2 separate regions of the Rattus norvegicus genome follow, and region 2 is linked to region 1. A link is a contact called in public Hi-C data. All regions are on one chromosome and are shown on one strand. Each heading gives the region's core, a stretch centred on a gene start, on an enhancer-like site or on the middle of the called end of the contact. The rest is flanking DNA. Distances are from core to core; before and after follow the strand shown. Region 1 holds the start of Phf8 (PHD finger protein 8). Region 2 holds the start of Huwe1 (HECT, UBA and WWE domain containing E3 ubiquitin protein ligase 1).

What was found. A called contact is a pair of places that touch in the nucleus more often than the background predicts.
Region 2: a Hi-C map of hepatocytes shows a contact between it and region 1, with 1.6 times the contacts expected there. The contact joins the promoter of Huwe1 here to the promoter of Phf8 in region 1. A contact is called at or near these places in 3 of 12 Hi-C or Micro-C datasets (frontal cortex, hepatocytes and liver) and 1 of 1 datasets of contacts at active chromatin or transcription factors (oligodendrocytes).

What each region holds. Positions count from the first base shown.
Region 1 is chrX:23,963,041-23,969,098 of GRCr8, reverse strand. It overlaps Phf8 (PHD finger protein 8), which reads right to left and starts at 1,521. Exons shown (of 22, transcript NM_001108253.1): 1 at 1,383-1,521; 2 at 138-332. The coding sequence starts at 235.
Region 2 is chrX:24,349,001-24,354,976 of GRCr8, reverse strand. Huwe1 (HECT, UBA and WWE domain containing E3 ubiquitin protein ligase 1) reads right to left here and starts at 1,760. Exons shown (of 83, transcript NM_001408927.1): 1 at 1,518-1,760.

The sequences.
Region 1 (6,058 bases), core at 272-2,771:
AAACCTAAGTCTAGTAAATTGAGAGAGGGGCTAGTTTCTGAGCAGTAGGTAGAAAACAGGGCTGAGAGGAGGAGAGAGCAAGAGAAAACAACACACCTGGCCAACGCACCCTGAGCAGCCTGGCCTGCCCTTCTTACCTGCCGTGAAACCAGTCCTGGCACATGTCACACTCGATCATGAAGCGGGTCACATCGTAAGGCAGTCGACAGAGGCAATACACAGGCACCGAGGCCATCTTCACAGGGGGTTGGATCGTTTTGCGCCGTGCCAGTTTTGAAGCTTTACAGGGTCAGAAAGGCAGCAACAAGCAAGCCGCCTTCCCTAGACGATGGCTAGACACAAACAACACTTCTTTACAAAGTGACTCCTCCGGCCCCAGGTTTCCAAATCGTTCCGTGTCTCCGCCCCCACCCCACCCCCTGGGTACCAACCTCCAGTTCTGAAAAAGGGAGTAACCAAGCCAGGACTCAACACAGCTGGTGAGAGTGCAGGAGTTAAGTGGAGAAAGTCCACCCACCCTTCAGGATTTCTTTCACTTGGAAAGAACAGAAAGAACGTTCTGCTTTCTGCTCTGCCCTGCCTTCCAAACGCCTCCCCCAGACCCCTACCTTCTTTGGCCCTGAAGTCAGTGACAACTTCTTTCCGGGTTTCATGTAAATATCTTGAAAGCCTTCGGGAAGCTTCTTTAATCCCTCACTGAACCCCTCTCTTCACTGCTCTCTTGCTTCCCAGGACTCAGCTCCCTTTATTATGACGCAAACCGCGGCATAAAAGATGAGGCTGGGAAGAGGGAAGCTGAGGAAGAGACCAGAGACCCTCTCTAGCCCCCCAAAATAGGAAGAGGCAGAGATGCGGAAATCCCTCTAAGTCTCCGCAGGTTATTCCGAATTGCCTCACCCCCCCCCCCCAAAGCCTTCAGGAACAAGAAAACAAGACTAAGCACCCAACTCAAATCACAGTTCTGGGATTGCGTTCGGAGAGTTTAAATTATCCTTTTCGTCATTCTCAGTATCATTCCTTCCTGAGCAGTAAGGAGTCTCATTATGCTCCAAAATGAAATAAACCGCAATTTCGTCCTCCACTCCAAAGCTGACAGGGTGCTCATCTCACCCCTGACACTAAAAAGGATCTCTTCGAAGCCCCAGTAAACTGACTAGAATTTCCTCACACCCGCGAAACTAAGCGAAGATTTTTTTTCCTTCCACACCTCCAAATGGCAGGCATTGCTTTGCAATCCCCTCAGACTGCCGAGGGTTCTGCTGTTCCCCACACCTGACAGACGTCTCGTCTGAAATAAGAATCTATCTTGCTCGTAGCCCCCAAAACTTACGAGGATCTCTTTACGCCTCCCCCACTGACAGGAACCTTTTTACGCCCCAAACCTGATAAAAACGTCCACGGTCCCAAACGCTACAAAGATCTCTTCATGCCCGAGGCTGCAGGGGGAACTCCTCAGGGCGCAGAGCTCAGCCCCAGAGACTCGCCAGCGGCTAGGCTCGCTCCGGGGCAACACAGCTCTGCGCTAAGCAGAGGCTATTCGGGCAGTTCCGGCCCGAGGCGGCGCGCGGTGAATTCTGGGATTGCCGCTGCAAAACTGTGAAGCTTACTTGCCTTCTCCTAGAAACCACATGCCGCGTCACGCAGTGCCCGTGGTCTGACCGGGCTTTAGGGCAGCGTTCACCACAGTCTCCCCCCCCAACCCCCCACAGTCTGGCCCTTTAGAGCCTTCTAGAGACCGAGGGCTAAGCCGAGGGGGCGGGGCCGCCGGGCGCACTGGCAAGCGGCTTTGTCGCTGCCCTCTTCACGAGATAGGCTCGCCGGGTCTGCAAAGACTGCTTGAGAGGTCGCCAGAACCCAATAATAGGGGGGATGTAGGAGATTCAAAGCAATCAATAAAGTTTATTCAAAATCACGAGGAAGCTGAAGCGGAGAGGGGTGGAGAAATATGGTAAACAGCTACCATATTGAGAGTGGCGGCGTTCTGTGAGGAGACAAGCTTGCCGCCATCTTATGAGGCTCGGGCACTAGAGGTGAAGGTGGAGCCCGGAACATCAAGCCCGCAACTCTTGCGTGACGTCATGGGGCGGGGCGACACCTTGAGAGAGCCTAGGATGTGAGCCTCTGCTAGGTGGCCCAATTGTGCTTGAGACCTTGAGCTGATAGGCGGGGAAGCCGCCATCTTAGGCGAGGCGGTAGTTTGGCTCCATTTTGAGTGGGGCCTGGAACCCCAAGTCTTCCGTAACCCTGGGTAAACACGGGAGTTTAAAAAAACAAAAAAAAGAAAAAAAAAAAAAGAAAACCCCCGCACCTTCCTCCTCCCTCCCTCCTAACACTCGCTGCCCCTCCCTCGTCTCCTCCTCTGAGAGGAGGTGAAGCCCGTGGCTCCAAACTGCAAAATTGATACATAGGGCTGCGGGGGCGGGTTTCAGCCTTGGGAAAGAGACAAAATACTCCCTACAGCTCATGTACATCGAGCACTTTTAGTGGATGAGATCCATTTTCCATGGTTGGAATATCATTTACTCTTAACCCTGTGGAAGAAAAAAATCTGTGATTATCACCAAATGAAAAAACAGGTTTAGAGAAGGCAAATGATTTGAGATCCTGGAAAATGAAAAAAAAAGACAGCATCTAATTTCTCCCACACTGAGTTGTGAGGCTCTTCCCAGGCTCTAGTCACGGACCTTGCAGGTTCAATTCTATAAGAAGCAAAATCAGTCAAGGCTTTCCATATATCTGTACCAGGATTTTCTAACTGAAAATAGTATGCTTTAAGATGGCACTGTTTCTTTTTCTTCAGACATTAATGAAATATCCCTACTTCTCACTTTCTTAGAGAATCTCATTACTTTATAGAAGAAAATGTATTTAAAAAAAATTGTTTTCTGGAGCCGGGGAAATGGCTCAGAGGTTAGGAGCACTGGCTGTTCTTCCAGAGGTCCCTGGTTCAATTCCCAGTATCCACATGGCAGCTCACAGCTGTCTGTAACTCCAGTTCTAGGGGTTCTGACACCCTCACACAAGATACATGTGCAGGTAAAACACCAATGCACGTAAAAAAAAAAAAAGAAAAAAGAAAATTTTAAAAAAAGAATGCTTTCTTACCAAAAAAGGAAAAGAGGAGTGGAAAAAAAGAATTGGGGCAGGGCAGGGGGTGATGATCTGGTATTGGGTGGGAGTAAAGGACTGAAGCCATAAGGGCCAGCAGAAAGAATGGAAGCAGGCAACCTTGGAAGGTAGGAGATGTGGGGGCGGGTGGGGGATCCTCCAGAGACCTAGGAGATAAGAGACTCTCAGAACTCAAAGGGAGGGACCTTAGATGAAATGCCCTACAGTGGGGAGAGGGAACTTATAGAGCCCATCTCTAGCAAAAAGACAGGTCATAAGTGAGGGATGGGGTTCCTATATCACACAATCAAAAACTGTGGCCCATAATTGTTCCTGTCTGAAAGAAATGCAGGAATGGAAATGGAGAGGTGCCTGAGGAAAAGGAGGTCCAGCAACAGGCCCAAAGTGGGATCCAGTTCAAGGGGAGGCCCCAAGGCCTGACACTATTACTGAGGCTATGAAACACTCACAAAAAGGGACCTATCATGACTGCCCTCTGAAAGACCCAACAAGCAGCAGAAAGGGTCAGATGCAGATATGTGCACCCAACCGATAGACAGAAGCTGCTGATCCCTCTGGTTGAATTAGGGGAAAGCTGGAGGAAGCTGAGGAGGAGGGCAACCCTGCAGGAGGACCAGCAGTCTCAATTAACCTGGACCCCTGAGATCTCTCAGACAATGGATCACCAACCAGGCTGAGATGAGGCAGTCAACACATGCACAGTAGAGGGCCAATGGGTCTGGGTTCAGTATCTAATCCTTAAGATTAGATCCCTGGAGGCCTCAGGGAGTTTAGAGGTCTGGTGATAAGGGTTGGGTGAGGACATCCTTGTGGAGACAGGGAGGAGGGAGGTACGGGAAGTGAAACAGTCAGAGGGCGGGCCAGGGGGAATAAAATCTGGAGTGTGAAAAAAAAAGATTAAATAAAATTAAAACAAAGGTAGAATATGTGTCCAACAATTTTCTGACAGGAAAACAGATATACAGGAACAAAAGAATCCTTGTCAGAGAAAAATAATTTCCCTCTCCTTGTTCCACATTTCTCCTTTCCTCTCCACCTCAGCCTCAGCTTCTTGAGTGCTGTGTTTATTAGCTGATGGAGAACTCTTACAAAACCATCTTCGAGAATGGGGCAGGAGAGTCAAAAATTTAATAAGAAAGGAAAGAGGGAGGAAAGAAATTGAAGAGTAAAATAAGCTAAGAGCCTCACAGGCTGCTTGCTGTTGTAAGATATGCTAGAGGGAGTCTAAGAGGATATATAACGATTTCCTAAGGCACATGATATAGCTCAGCTGGTAGAATATTGTTTAGCATCCACAAACTCCCAGTATTCCTTTCCCAGAACTACATAAACCTTGGGTGGTAGCCCATATACTCAGGAGGATCAAAAGTTCAAAGTCATCCTTATCTATATATAAGTTCCAGAACAGTCTGGGGTATATGAAATCGCAGCTCAAAAAAAAAGTTTAATAATATTGTTCACGAAAATAAGGTTCATGGACAGTAGGGGCATATGCCTTTCTTTTAATCCCAGCACTCCAGAGGAAGAGGTAGGCAGATCTCGGAGTCCAAGGCCAGTCTGGTGTACAGAGGGGAATTCCAGGACAACCAGAGATACACACAGAAACCCTGTCTCAAAAAAAAAAAACACAAAACAAAACAAAAATGAGGTGCACAAATGCATGGAGGCACATGGGAAGTCATACTATGAGGAATTAAGAGCTATTACAATACAAAATACAAGAGTTTAGATTTTTATCTTTAAGGAATAAGAAACTACTGAAATTTTTAAAAAGTGGGGAGGTGCCCACAAGTGCCTGAGAGTTATGTAAACCACATGTGCAAGACTGTATAAAGGTAAGAAGAAGATACTGGATCCCATGGAAATAAATTTAGAGGAGGAGATATGAACTGCCATGGGTCCTAGGAACTGTACCCAGATTCTCTAAAAGAGTAGTAAGCACTTTTAACCACTGAGTCATCTCTCTAGTAACTTAGTCGTCTTTGCACCTTAGCCAGAATAGGGTGCAACTCTATTGGGACCTGAAATATATTACTTTGAGATGGTATAACTGGAAGACTTCCTTAGAAAAAGAGTATATATAAATAAATAGTAAAGTTGCCTTCAAAGACATGCAGTAAGAATACTTTTAGGGATAAATTCATCACCTGAGTGCTATGACTAAAAATGATACAAGTCACATATGAATGTACTAACTAAACAACTAAATGTAACCTCAAATAAACTACTTGAGGTGAACTTCAAAATTTATTTTGTTTCGTTTAGTTTTTCTGGAGACAGAGTTTCTCTGTGTAGCACTGGCTGTCCTGAAACTCACTATCACTCTATAGAACGGGCTACCCTTGAACTCCTGGAGATTTGACGGCCTCTGCCTCTGGACTTCTGGGATTAAAGACATGGGCCACTATGTCACACTGAACTTCAAAGCTTTATTTATTTGTGTGTGTGTGTGTGTGTGTGTGTGTGTGTGTGTGTGTGTGTGAACTTTTTTTTAATTGGATATTTTTTATTTACATTTCAAATGTTATTCCCTTTCCCAGAATAATCAAACTCAGGGTTGAAATCAGCCCAGTGAAAATGAAAAGGACTATACAAAGAATCAACAAAACCAGAAGCCTGTTCTTTTGAAAAAAGTCAACAAAATAGATAAACCTTTAGCCAGACAAACCAGAGGACACAGAGAGTGTATCCTAACTAACAATACCAGAAATAAAAAGGGAGACATAACAACAGAATCTGAGGAAATTCAAAATATCATCACATCCTACTGCAAAAGCCTACACTCAACAAAAACTGGAAAATGTGGATGAAATGAACAATTTTCTAGACAGATACCAGGTACGAAAGATAATTCAGGATCAGATAAAACATCTAAACAACTCCATAACACCCAAAGAAATAGAAGCAGTAATTAAAAGTCTCCCGAAAA
Region 2 (5,976 bases), core at 511-3,010, 390 kb before region 1:
TTTGCCCAATGTCATGAGTTCAATGTGAACTGGAAGTAAACACTATTTTCTACACCAGGCTGCTTCCCATGAATTGGGAATGTTGACATCTCCTCAATCTATGCAACACTGGTGCTAAATAAAAGAAGTAATTCAAATCATGTTATCTACAAACGGAAACACATGATATGGAATTAATTGTCTATAATAGAAGTGATTTGAGGAGAAAGGAAGTTAAGTAAATTTAAAAGAAGCGTGACTATTTAAGGGGCAAAACACGTAGAGAAAGGAAAATGTACTGGGGGTCCACAGTGCTAGAGGATTCAGCTCCTGGGGGTGGGAGGAAGAGCAGTTAAGAGAGAAGTATAAGGCTTAAGAAGTGAGAAGCACTTAAATGGTGGTTAGCAGTAACAAAACAAACTGATATACGCAGACCAACAGACTACAGAAATATAGGCGGGAAAGGGGGCGGGTCCCAGAGTTTGTAGCGTGGAAGGGGTTGGAAAAACAGAAAGTTTCATCTAGTTGGGGCACGAAGGAGACCCCTAAGACTGCAATTATGCGACCACTGACCCGTTTATTGTTCTGCCCAAGAATGGTCTCAAAGCATTCAAAGTTGAAGAAATCAGTACGCTGTCCCCGCGTCAGGGATCAACAAGCAAGAGGACCTAGGAAAATGGAAGGTTACTAAGGCTCCATCCACAAAGATGGAGTAAATGCAGGGGACAAGATAAGCTCTTTTAACAACTGCGCCAAAAGCACCATGGAAGGAGATGGGACAGGGTAGATGATTCAGGCTATGCTCTAAATTAGGGCTAGAGAGGAGTGATAGGAATTTTTTTTTAACTTCTCCCCTTAGTAATGCATCCCGATATCCACGTAGCTGAGAGATTTGACAGGGAGATAGAGTTTGGGAAAGGGAAGGTACTCTAATGACTCTACAGATTGACCTCTCAAACCTTAGCTCAAAAACTGCGGGAGCTGGGGAAGCAGAGCCCACCTCGGATCAAGAAAAACTAGGGGTTTCATATGGGTCCTTGCAAGGGCTGAGAAGCAAGCGCGCAAAGATTATGAGACCAGTCTTTGGTGCGTCCCCCTCTCCCACCTTTCAATCTAATCCCCAGCCCACTGCCCAATAACTATCCACTCCCTCCCGCACTTCCCAACCCGCCCACTGCGACGACGAAAACGGAGGCGTAGAGCGATTGGTGGGGCAAAGGCAGGCCCACACGCGGCTGAGGCCAGGGAAATGGTGTCGCTTTAACCGGTAAGAAACAGGATGGTCTTCATCTCAGGAAGGATTTACCGGCACCACGACGTTTCGCCATTCGTCATCTCCTTAACGTCTGGTACCTAAGAAGCGTCACAAACGCGGAGAGCTAACCCCTTGGTACCATGTACTAGCAAGACAGGCATCAGCCTCCGCCGCCATCTTAACAGGCGGACCGACCCTAGTCACTGCCCCCCCACCCCCAAGGTATCTCCGCCACCGCCGGCGAATCCCACGAGGACGTAACCCTGCTCCCGCGAGAACTCACCGGCTAAGAACGGCAGCACCAGAAAACGCTGCTCGCGCCTCCGCAGCTCCTGCACTCAGTAGCCAACCTCTGCCGCCTTCGCGTGATCCCAGGAGAACCTCCACCAGACCAGGAAAAATTGAGCCCAGCCCGTCCCAGACCTCTCCTTCCACCAAAGCCGAAATCGCTACTGCTCAGCTCTCACCCCACGCGAAGCGAAAAGCAAATGACGCACAACCTCACGGAGCACTACGGGGCGGAGCCAGTATGCCGCCGCCGGCTCCCGCATGCGCTGTTGGAACTATCGCGATATTACGTTCAACCTCGGCGAGACCTTCGTAATTCACTGCAGGATACCGCCCGCGCCTCGCCTTTAGGAAACATGAGATCTCGCGAGACCAGGTGCACGCTCCTAAAAAGGAGAAAGGCGGAGCTTCGTGAAAATGACTGGGAGTTTTTCGGGGAAAGGGAGGAAGCTCTCGTCCTTTAGGGATCTCGCTTACCACGAGGTTTCCGACCCACTGCGGAGCTTGCTACCAAACCTCGCGATGACACAGCTCAGCGCCAAATCTCGGCCATGTCTTGAAAACTACCTCCGCCCCCGATTTAGGTGTCTGGAGCCTGCCTAGTGCTTGAGGAAAATTTAAAAAGTCAACCTGTTTATTCTCACGCTTCCAGCAGAGCTGTACCAATTAGCCAAACTCCATTCTGAAAGCGAAAAAATGGGTTCCCATTGTTACCTTCCTCGAAGAATAACGTGCTATTCTTAACTAACACATAAAAGATGTTCAATATCCCAATAAACACACAAATGCAAATGAAAACAATGACACAACAGATTTTTTCTCAAAACATGGGGGAAAATTTAAAGACCTCTTCCTTCGCCGCACTGCAGGCTAACCTGAATCCATCTTCTCATTAAAAGCTCATATCATTAGTTCTGCCTCCAAAGTCACCAGTTTTAAGTATCGAAGCTTCTTTACGTTATCATAACCAAAAAGACCCAATAAAGTGGTTTTCTCCGAACAAAGGCGTCTGCCCTCAGAAGCAAATTCAAGCTTGGGGTGGGGAGAAAGGTGCTTTTAGATTTTAATATGGCAGTTTTTGCATGTCTAACCAACAATGTTTCTCCAATAAATCTTGGGATCGAATCTGGCCCGTTTGTGGGCTTTTCCATTCTAATGCATTGTTCTGTCTATTCTAATTTAAACATGCTTCCTTCAGCGTACAGTTTAATAGTAAAGGTACCCCCATCTTTAAAAAATTTTCTCGATTATTCTTAGCCATCCCCCCATCATAAACTTTAGAATCGTCAAGTTCCAAAAACTTAGTACATTTATTGGAATTGCATCAATTGCACGAGTCAATATAGAAAAAATGAATATCATTACAAAATTGAGCCTTCCTATTCAGAAGCATGAAATTCCTTCTCCATTTATGCAAACGTTCTTCCATTGTATTCCTGAAAGTTTTATAGTTTGCTTCTAGATTATTTTATTTTTCTTGGGATTTAAAGTGGGGCTCTTTAAATTTTCAAAATTTTCATTGCTTATATACAAGACTGTTCATATTTGACTATTCACTTTTGTAATTAGAAAAATGAAAATGTGCTCAAATATAGTAATAAGCAGCAAAATGCAAATGAAAGCAACGACATGTGATTTTTACTCTATAACCGAAAAGATATGAATATTAGTAACAATTCATGTTGGCATAGCTTTGGAAAAATAGGAAATATCATACTACATTGGAGAGTGTAAATTATTATGGCCTTTGGGGAAGGGAATTTAGATACATCTATCAAAATTTGAAATGCATACACTTTTTGATTCAGCAATTACTTCTCGAAGAATTTCTCCTACAGGAATAGCTTCGTACATGTGCACCAAACATACACAAGTCCATTCATTACTGCCTTACTTGCAATAGCCCTCCCCCCCCCGAAAAAAGCTAGTGTACAACAATCAGGAAACGGTTAAATAAACTGTAGTCCAAGCATACAATGCAGCGATATAAAAATAGGACGAATTTGAATTCCGTGATATATAAAATATAGTTTTAAAAAATAATGCAATGAAACAAAATGAATGTGTGTCCAGCAGCACCATACATAAAAGAACGAACACACACATACACATACACACACACACACACACACACACACACACACACACACACACATAAATGGACACATGCACGCGCACGCGCGCGAGCCTAGTAGTGACCATGAAGCTTGCCTGTTCGCCCCTCACCTTCCTTTTCCTCTTGAGACCGCCTTCCTCCAACCCTTAAGAGAAAAACTGAAAGCTGGGCCTTTACTCCCTCTCTAGGGCCACTTGGCCAAGGCTACTGCCGGTACCTCGCATCCCCAGTGTTGGCCGCTCTCTTGCGCGTTGTTCGCTGCTTCCCAGCTGTCTTGCTGTCCCCAAAGATGCAGCTAGCCCTCTGCTGGAGGCCGCTGAGGACTGGGGGAGGGGAGAGGAGGAGGAGTTCGAGGAAGGTTGCTGCTGCCGCCAGGCCCCTTCAGCAGCCTTTCCCAAAGGCCCTCTGAAGCCGCTACCTCCTAGCCTCAGATCCAGATCCCATGGGAACTGCCCCCTACCTCGAGGAGTCTAAGACAGCCCGTCCCCCAGGTCCAGGAAGGGGGGAGGGGGGTACTATGCTCACCTCAGCCGCAGTGGCTCTGAGAGGTCTGCAACGGTGTGCAGGGTCTGAGGCCAGTAGCAATCTTGTCCCCCCCCCAACCCCCTCCCTCGCCCTCGGTTTAAAACGCCCCCCCCACCGCAGCTCAGCGCAGACTGGATTTAAGGCTCCTCCTACCTCGCGATTAGCCCCGCCTCTTTCCCTTGAGAGGGCGCTCCAGCTCCCTTGGTGGTGTATTCTACTCACCTATGGGAGACCTAGCTGGAGCTACTCATGGCCCAGTAAAGGCCACCATAGAGGATAGTAGGATCACTAAGGAACTGCAATTTGATTCCTCTACAACGAAAATCCCTGAAGGGATAAAACTTGATATGCATTTTAAAAATTAAGGAATGGGGAGTATAAAAGGGCAAGATGGGGCACATTGTGGAAGGCCAGAAAAAAAGATGAGAACCACAGTGCAATCTACAAAGGAGCATAACATTTCTCCTTTGTATTAGGTGAGGTGGTACTGTAATTGGAGGACTCTGTAAACTGTAGATGATCAACATTGGTAAATGTATAGAAATAAAAATGTCCTGGTGGGAGATGGCCCTATTAACTGCTATTCGCTTGGGATATAGAATGAAATTGGAGAGTAAAGGATGGTGGTGGGGGGCATTGATTTGCAACTCTGAATGCTTCAATAAGGTTTGAATTTTAATAAATGAATTAATTTGATTTTTAAAACAAAAATGAAGAGGCATTAGTGAAAGAACACTTGTGACATTAATTCCAATATTACCGAATGGTGGTTCAAACCCTGAGTTGGGAATCTAATTGATGCAACCACTCCCTCCATTGTAAGGCTAATTATTTAACTAATAGCCTATGTTTAAGTCTTATTTATTATTTTTAGTTTGTTTTTTTTTTCTTTTTCCGGAGCTGGGGACCGAACCCAGGGCCTTGTGCTTGCTAGGCAGGCGCTCTACCACTGAGATAAATCCCCAACTCCTATTTATTATTTTTAAAAACAGACTTGGCTTCTATCATAGTGGACATTGGAAAGGAGCAGCCATGATTCTGTGCTATCCATTCATCACCTTGGCTTCAAAAAGGGCTACAAGATAATCAAGACAAGCATATCGACTTTGAGCAGTAAGTGATCAGACAGCTGTGTATCTTTGCCTGATAAAATAGCACAGTGGACTTACTTGAGGTCTCCAAGGACAAAGAGGCCATAAATTCACCAAGAAAAGCTTGGGGACACACATCTATGCCAAAAGATGCTGATTAAAATCTTTTTTGTGTTGAGGAAAGCCACTATCAAAGACTGACCCCCCACCTCCCTTTTGCATATAAAAAATACTTACAGAAAAGGAAAAAAAAAGTCAGAACTATTGGTAGGAACTTCAATATAACTAAATTTATTTCTAAGACATTTCCAATGGTGGTGTTTGTAGAAAGGGAGTAGCTAGGATCAGAAGATTACTCTTCCCCCAAACAGAAAAGCTCTCTAGAAAAGTTTCAACAAGCAGTCTCATCTGAAATGTATAAAAATTCCAGTTATTTAGAATACTTCTATGCTCTCACCCCATCCATTTAATAAACCCTTTCATCGTAGGTTCTGATCTCTTACAACATCTGTTCTAATTCTAATAACTCATAGTGTCTACTCTTAGTTGTAACACCTACATTTCTACTATTAATTTCTTAACCCTGCACCTCTCATTCTAAAATCCCATATAACCCACAGCCTTAGTTTACATTTAGGTCTGTAGCAGTTGCTAGTTCTTTTGCTAATGTCATTCCTCCAATGTTAATTTCAACCAATACCATCCCCCTGCATATGTTTTGT